Regions from separate parts of the Danio rerio genome. Here region 2 is linked to region 1. A link is a contact called in public HiCAR-type data. All regions are on one chromosome and are shown on one strand. The core of a region is the stretch at or near the end of the contact, and the rest is flanking DNA. Distances in the headings are between cores, read along the strand shown.

What was found. HiCAR-type assays count read pairs that join an accessible place to other places.
Region 2: a contact with region 1 is called in a HiCAR-type map of caudal fin, with 6 times the contacts expected there. The contact joins the promoter of erlin2 here to the promoter of ptcd2 in region 1. A contact is called at or near these places in 4 of 18 Hi-C or Micro-C datasets (caudal fin, embryo, hematopoietic stem cells and 1 more) and 1 of 4 datasets of contacts at active chromatin or transcription factors (caudal fin).

The regions. Positions count from the first base shown.
Region 1 is chr5:35,888,170-35,891,306 of GRCz12tu, reverse strand. ptcd2 (pentatricopeptide repeat domain 2) reads left to right here and starts at 1,779. Exons shown (of 10, transcript NM_001017612.1): 1 at 1,779-1,926. The coding sequence starts at 1,815.
Region 2 is chr5:36,087,529-36,090,696 of GRCz12tu, reverse strand. It overlaps erlin2 (ER lipid raft associated 2), which reads right to left and starts at 1,592. Exons shown (of 12, transcript NM_001128415.1): 1 at 1,491-1,592.

The DNA.
Region 1 (3,137 bases), core at 530-3,029:
TTAGAAGTAATTTAGGCTCAGGCACTGAGAATATGTAGTGGAGCTTTGAAGACAACACCCGTGTCAGCTATTCAAGTGGAAATGGGAGAATTGATACTGGAATTAAGAAGGAAGCAGTTGATGGCTTATTATTGGGTAGGTTTTCAAGGGCATACAAATTCACATATTACTAAGGCAGTATTACAGGTGAGTTAGAAAAATGGACAAAGTCAAAAGGAGAATTTGGGTCGGTGTGGAAAGATGGTGGCAAAATAATTAGGAGTGTTTAATTTGAGAATAAGTTCTACTGTCATCTATCCAGAAATTGCTCCATGGATAGTGTGGCCTGGGGTTGACTGGTTTGTGCTATAGGAAAAGAATGAGGCTGGATAGCATAAATCTGGAAAGAATATTTAACCAAAGGGTCGAAGAAAAATACAAAGAGTACACACAGATCATTACTGATGGAGCAAACCCAGAAACTGGAGTGTTTGGATTGGGGTAGTTATACCAGGGAAAAAATATTGAAATAAATAGGACATCTGATTATGTGGGAGTGCTCACAGTGGAGGTGCTAGCTATGTTATAGCATTAAGATGGGTAGAATTGACAGGGCAGGACAAAATCTTGCTATGTTCAGACTCCGCATCTGCTCTTGCAAGTCTAAGGTCATTTTCTTCAAGTAGACAAGAAATTTTGTATGGAGTACTCCAGTGTATAACAAAAATAACATGTCAGAGAAAGGAGGTGAAGTTTATATGGGTTCCAGGTCATGATGGGATCAAGGGAAATGGCTGACAAATTAGCAAAAAGTGTGTTAACAAAAGAAAATGTAGAAATGCCAATAACGGTTAGTAAAGCAGAAGTGAAAAAGTCTAATATGGGTAATTTTATTTAAAATGGCAAGAGAAGTGGGACAGAGAAAAGAAAGGAAGGCATTTGTATGAAATTCATCAGGTTGTTAAACACAAAACAGTCAGTAGTGGTAACAGGCGAGAAGAAATAGTGATAACAAGATCATTGTTTATTAAATAAAACACTTAAATTGATAGGAAAGCATGAAACTGGATTATGTGAGGGCTGTAGTGAAGTGGAGTCAGTAGAACCTGTGATACTAAAATGCAAAAGGTATGAAACAAAGAGGGAGGAAATGAGAAATAATCTAAGGGAGATGGGATTCAGGAAATAGCATTAAAAGGTTTACTAAGTACAAAGGACAGGATTCAGACCAGAATACTTATAAAGTATCTGAGAGAAACAGGTGTTTTAATGATAGCATATAAAATAAATGAATAAATAATTTAAATTATAATAGAAGGTAAAGTGCTGCTGATGATGTGACAATAAAAGTGATTTGATTTGATTTAAAGGGAATAGAGTTAAATATAACCAAGTAGTAGAAGTAAAAGTAGGAGTATAAGAGTACTGTGGTGGTTATTATTATTATTATTATTAGTATTATTATTATTATTATAGTATTAGAGTACATTGTAGTATTAGAGTATTATGGTTATTATTATAACATAGGGTTGAGGTGTTTGTGTGTGTGTGTGTGTGTGTGTGTGTGTGTGTGTGTGTGTGTGTGTGTGTGTGTGTGTGTGTGTGTGTGTGTGTGTGTGTGTGTGTGTGTGTGTGTGTTTGTGTGTGTGTGTGAGAGAGAATGGGTGGAAAAGAAGGAAGTGGGGGGCTGTGGGGGGGGGGGGGGGGGTGTATTAATCTATAAACCCAACCTCTGGTCCACACTCCGGAGCTGAAGGTGGCAGTAAAGCACCAAAACGCTGGATGCCAACCGCCGTAAAATTATTTGAAGAAGAAGAAGTGAGTTCAGTTCAGACATGGCGCTGCAGGCACTAAACATTTGGACTCGTGTTATTCTGACCGACGCGTCCAGAGCAGCGGTGTTTCGGGGATCCCTGCAGTCACACTGTTTCAAGTGTCGACATGGAGGTACATAATTGGGAATAAATGTGAATATTTAGTTGGCTAAAGTCAATGAACTGACACAATTGAAAGAGGTGCTAAGCACAAGTTACCTACCAACGCTCCCGTTTTCCCTTAAACTAACGAGCTGTTGTTTTATATATAGAATCTAACGTGACGGGTTTGACAAAATAATAAAAACACTTAGGAAACAGATGATATTTCTGTAATATAGCTTAACCTTCCTAGCACCCCCCCCCCAAATGTCATTAAAGTAACAATGCTTTTATATTTGCACATTCAATCAGTGACAACTGACGACGATAGAGGTAACGTTAAAGTCGGTTTTATATACGCACATTTGTTCATTTAGAAATTTAGAAGTCTCTATATTGTTTACCATATTACTTTGAATATTCAATAATGTTCGAATTGGCATGCAAGTGTGACTTGAAAACAACATTATAGACTGTTTATTTGACCGTGGACATGTTGTACTTTGATAGTCATTGGCTGCTAATATGATTTCGCTATTTTAAATTTGCAAATAATACTTTTCTGAAATTATATTATTAAGGGGAAATACCGAATGTGCGAATATAAAACCAACTTTACCTCTATCTGACGACGCTCCTTATATTGTTTACTCTGGTACATTATTCGTCCTTAAATCACGTAAGCAGGACTTCAACGCAAAATGAGCAATGCTTTACTTTAATAATCACTGGCTGTTAATATGAAATTTGCAAAGAAATCTTTTCTGAAAATAAAATTTTTAATGTTATTAAGGAGAATTTCAGAATGTTTGTGTGTAAAACCAACTTACCTCAATTCAAGATTTATAAATCTTCAAATGCGAAAGACAAACCAAAAATGCTAATAAAGATATTCACTTTATTGTGACCAGAAAGTATAAAAGTTATTTCACTATTCAGTCATTAGGAAACAGGCAGCTTTTATTTATTTTAGTAAATTCATAACATTTTAACTATAATAAAAAAGGAAGCTAATAAAATAGAAAAAAATCGATAACTTACTTATTTTTACTATAAGTGATGAATTAAATAAATTAAACATAACAATCACAACATTTAGTTTTTCTCTGTGGCTTTCACAAGTGGTAACAAACTCTAAAATCTTTTGTGTGTTTTAATATTTTGTCTAACCCATGTATAGCACTGTGTTAATAAAACAACACTGTTGTCCTCACAGGTCTAATTGTGGATTGAAAAACTGGT
Region 2 (3,168 bases), core at 343-2,842, 200 kb before region 1:
CGCACATTTGCACTATAGACACTTTCTTAATCACTCCATGTCTCTTGTAAACATTGTGCATTTCAAATTGTGCTTAATTCAGGTGAGTGGGCTTGACACACTCTTGAAACACTCTTCTCTCTTATGCACCTCACACTTTATCAAAACTCCTTTCAAGAACTCAACAAGGAAAACCATGTTTACTATAAATGTACCAATCATGTTGCACTGCTTGCTTCAACCTAACTAAATCTTGCACAATATTCACCTTAAATACCTCTCTCGCACAATATCCTGCACAACATTGTTTAGTCTCATGTAAAAGTACTTGTATAGCCTGTGTGCATAGTTAGGTATAGTACAGTATATGTTAGTTATGCAGAGTTTTTTTTTTTAAATAGCTCTAATGTCCAGTGTTGTGTTTGTATTATGCTTAACGTAACGCCGTTGTCCTGCGAGACCTGACATTTGGTTCCTCTGTATGTCCACACATGTAGTGGAATGATGACAATAAAGCTTAACATGATCTTAAGATATTTGCATGTGCATTTGCATTAGCAAGCAGTTGAACTTTGACAGTTTTGAACTGTGACCTTCTTTTGTCACGTAACTGTATTAATGGCAATGTGACTGATGTTAAGATATTTGCATGTGCATTGCAGTGTAACCAAATAATGAGTCTACATCTTTATGTTCAACAGTAAACAACAACTAGCATATTTTACCCATTACATCTTCAAGGGTGAAGTTTTTTTTTAAATCGTAGGAGTTAGTTAGAATTTATATAAAAAAATCTAATTGCAAAAAAAGAAGAGGAAAATGTCTATTGCACACTGATTAAAGTAGCAAAGTGTGCTGGTCTTAGCACGTTTTCAAGCCTTTTCAACCTCAATTGTGCATAAACGAAATATAATTCTTCAGCAGTGTCATACTGCTAAACAGCACGGTGTAAAAAAACAGTGAAAAGCGCAGTTGTCTGAGTTCATGGCAGATTTAAGGAGCATGTGGAGCTGACATTGCAGTGACTTTGATGTTGTTAAGAGGATTGAGAAGACCAAGCACAAATACCTGCAGGATACTGTTTGCTTTACCGACTGTAAATTATTTGAAAATATATCACAATCAGTTTAGTTAGCCAGCACTAGAGGGTGCAAAGCTTGATTTATATGGTTTTAGAGAGCGAAATAGCATCGATGAACTTTGAATTAAGCTAACGTTAACGTCCTGTGTTGTTTGTTAATGACTTGAGTGTCCGGAAGTTCCTGCTGGCGGTGGGGTTTATATTAGTGTAACACAAACTAATCCATACAGTTCTGTATCCTTTTGTTAGCATTAATAAGAAACTGACAAACCTCCTGTCCAACGCGCTGAATTCTAAACCCACAGAAAACATGACTAGCTAGCTTTAAATAATGTGTACACAAACACAATACGTGAGACACTCTGTCAATGCAAGATTACAAACCGGAGAAAGGACTTTATAGATGAAAGCGAACTAAAAGAGATGTTACCTAAGTATGTACTGTAACTCCTTTCCGATGGCCGGTAGAAACACCTGCGATCAATGAGGAGAAAAAAAAAACAGAGACGCTATTTTGCGTCTGACGTCATTGTAGTTTAAGTCACTTTTCCGCTGATGTTCGAGTACCACACCGCTAGATGGAGACAAATAGTTACGTATAGAAGATTGAAGTGGCGAAGATGGATTTGTTTTCATTTTTATCATTGGTTAACTAAATATAAAACGTAAAAAAATACAACTAAACCATTTATAAATCTGATTTAATTTCTGCAACATTTTAACACTTTGCAAAGGCTTTTTCTTAGCAAGCAACCTTGCATTAAAAAGAAGTCTAGTAGCCATCTAAACAGCTCAGACTAACAAGGCAGAGTTTGGACTAAACCAAGGATTTATTGAACGATACCTAAATGTCAATGGTCTACTATAGGCTAAAAACTAGGCTGAATACGTGCTGTCAAAACTGATTAGACATCTAACTATATAGCCTCGAATAGAAGAGTCATCAAATAAACAGCTAATGAACTCACAAATCTAGACTAATCTAGACAGAATCCTTTTTTATTAAAATGTAACAACGTCCATATAAATTAAATGTTATATTTACATTTTAAAAATTTAACATTTTAAGCACCTTAGACACCTTAAGAAGATGCTCTACGAAATTTTAATTTAATGAACAAAAGTGAAATACAGTTGAAAATGATTAAAGCAATACAAATAATGTAAGATCATGCAAACACTAAATATAGCTTATAGCCTAATGTAAATAAAACATTATTAACTCGAGGTTTTAAATATTATACAAAGTATTATACAAAGGCAAAAACTGTTTTTATGCATGTTCATTTTGAGATGTTGGTCTTTTGGTTTGTTCTTTTTCAGTTTAAAATAATCTTTATTTTTTGTAGTAATTTTATAATGCTAAAGTATTTTAATGCTTTCATAATAGTATTTTTGACTTACAGTTTTATTTATTTCTGTGTGCTTTACTCCGAAGGTTTTTACCGAGGCGTATGTAAAACGTGCCAAAAATTAAACTTTTTTTTTTTTTGCTGTTCACAGTATGAACAATGTACTGATAAAAAGAGATTCTCAAAAAATTCCCTTTTGTAAAAACATGGCTTTAATACGTAAACTGTCTTCATCCAGTGTTTATAGTTTCAGAGCTAGAAATGTACATTAGCACATATTTAAATAAATAATGCCTTAATTGAATATTTGAGCATTTTAGAAAACTTGTATTATAAAAAGTTAGCATTTTTGAATGTTGTCAACACATTGGTGATGTGATAACCATTCATTAACTTGAAGTCTCGCCTTTACATGAAAAACAATATGAATAAGCAAATTAAATGGTTTATACACTTAAAAACTTTAGTTTAAGCACCCGTTCTCACTATTAATCAGTGGCTTATTGCCAGTTTATTATTGGCTGTTTATTTGTACTTCTGTATCATCTGTATCACGTGTCTTTGGACTGTGGGGGAAACTGAAGCACCCAGAGGACATCACAAAACAAAATGTTTATATATTGTTATCAATAAAAAATATTATTATATTATTAAAAAACAACTGAACCAAAAAAAGCATACGTCACCAAAAGCCACTTCCTTTTCTTCTGGAAATGGGTATTTGACTGCCAAAATTGTAACATTTGTAGCTTTAAA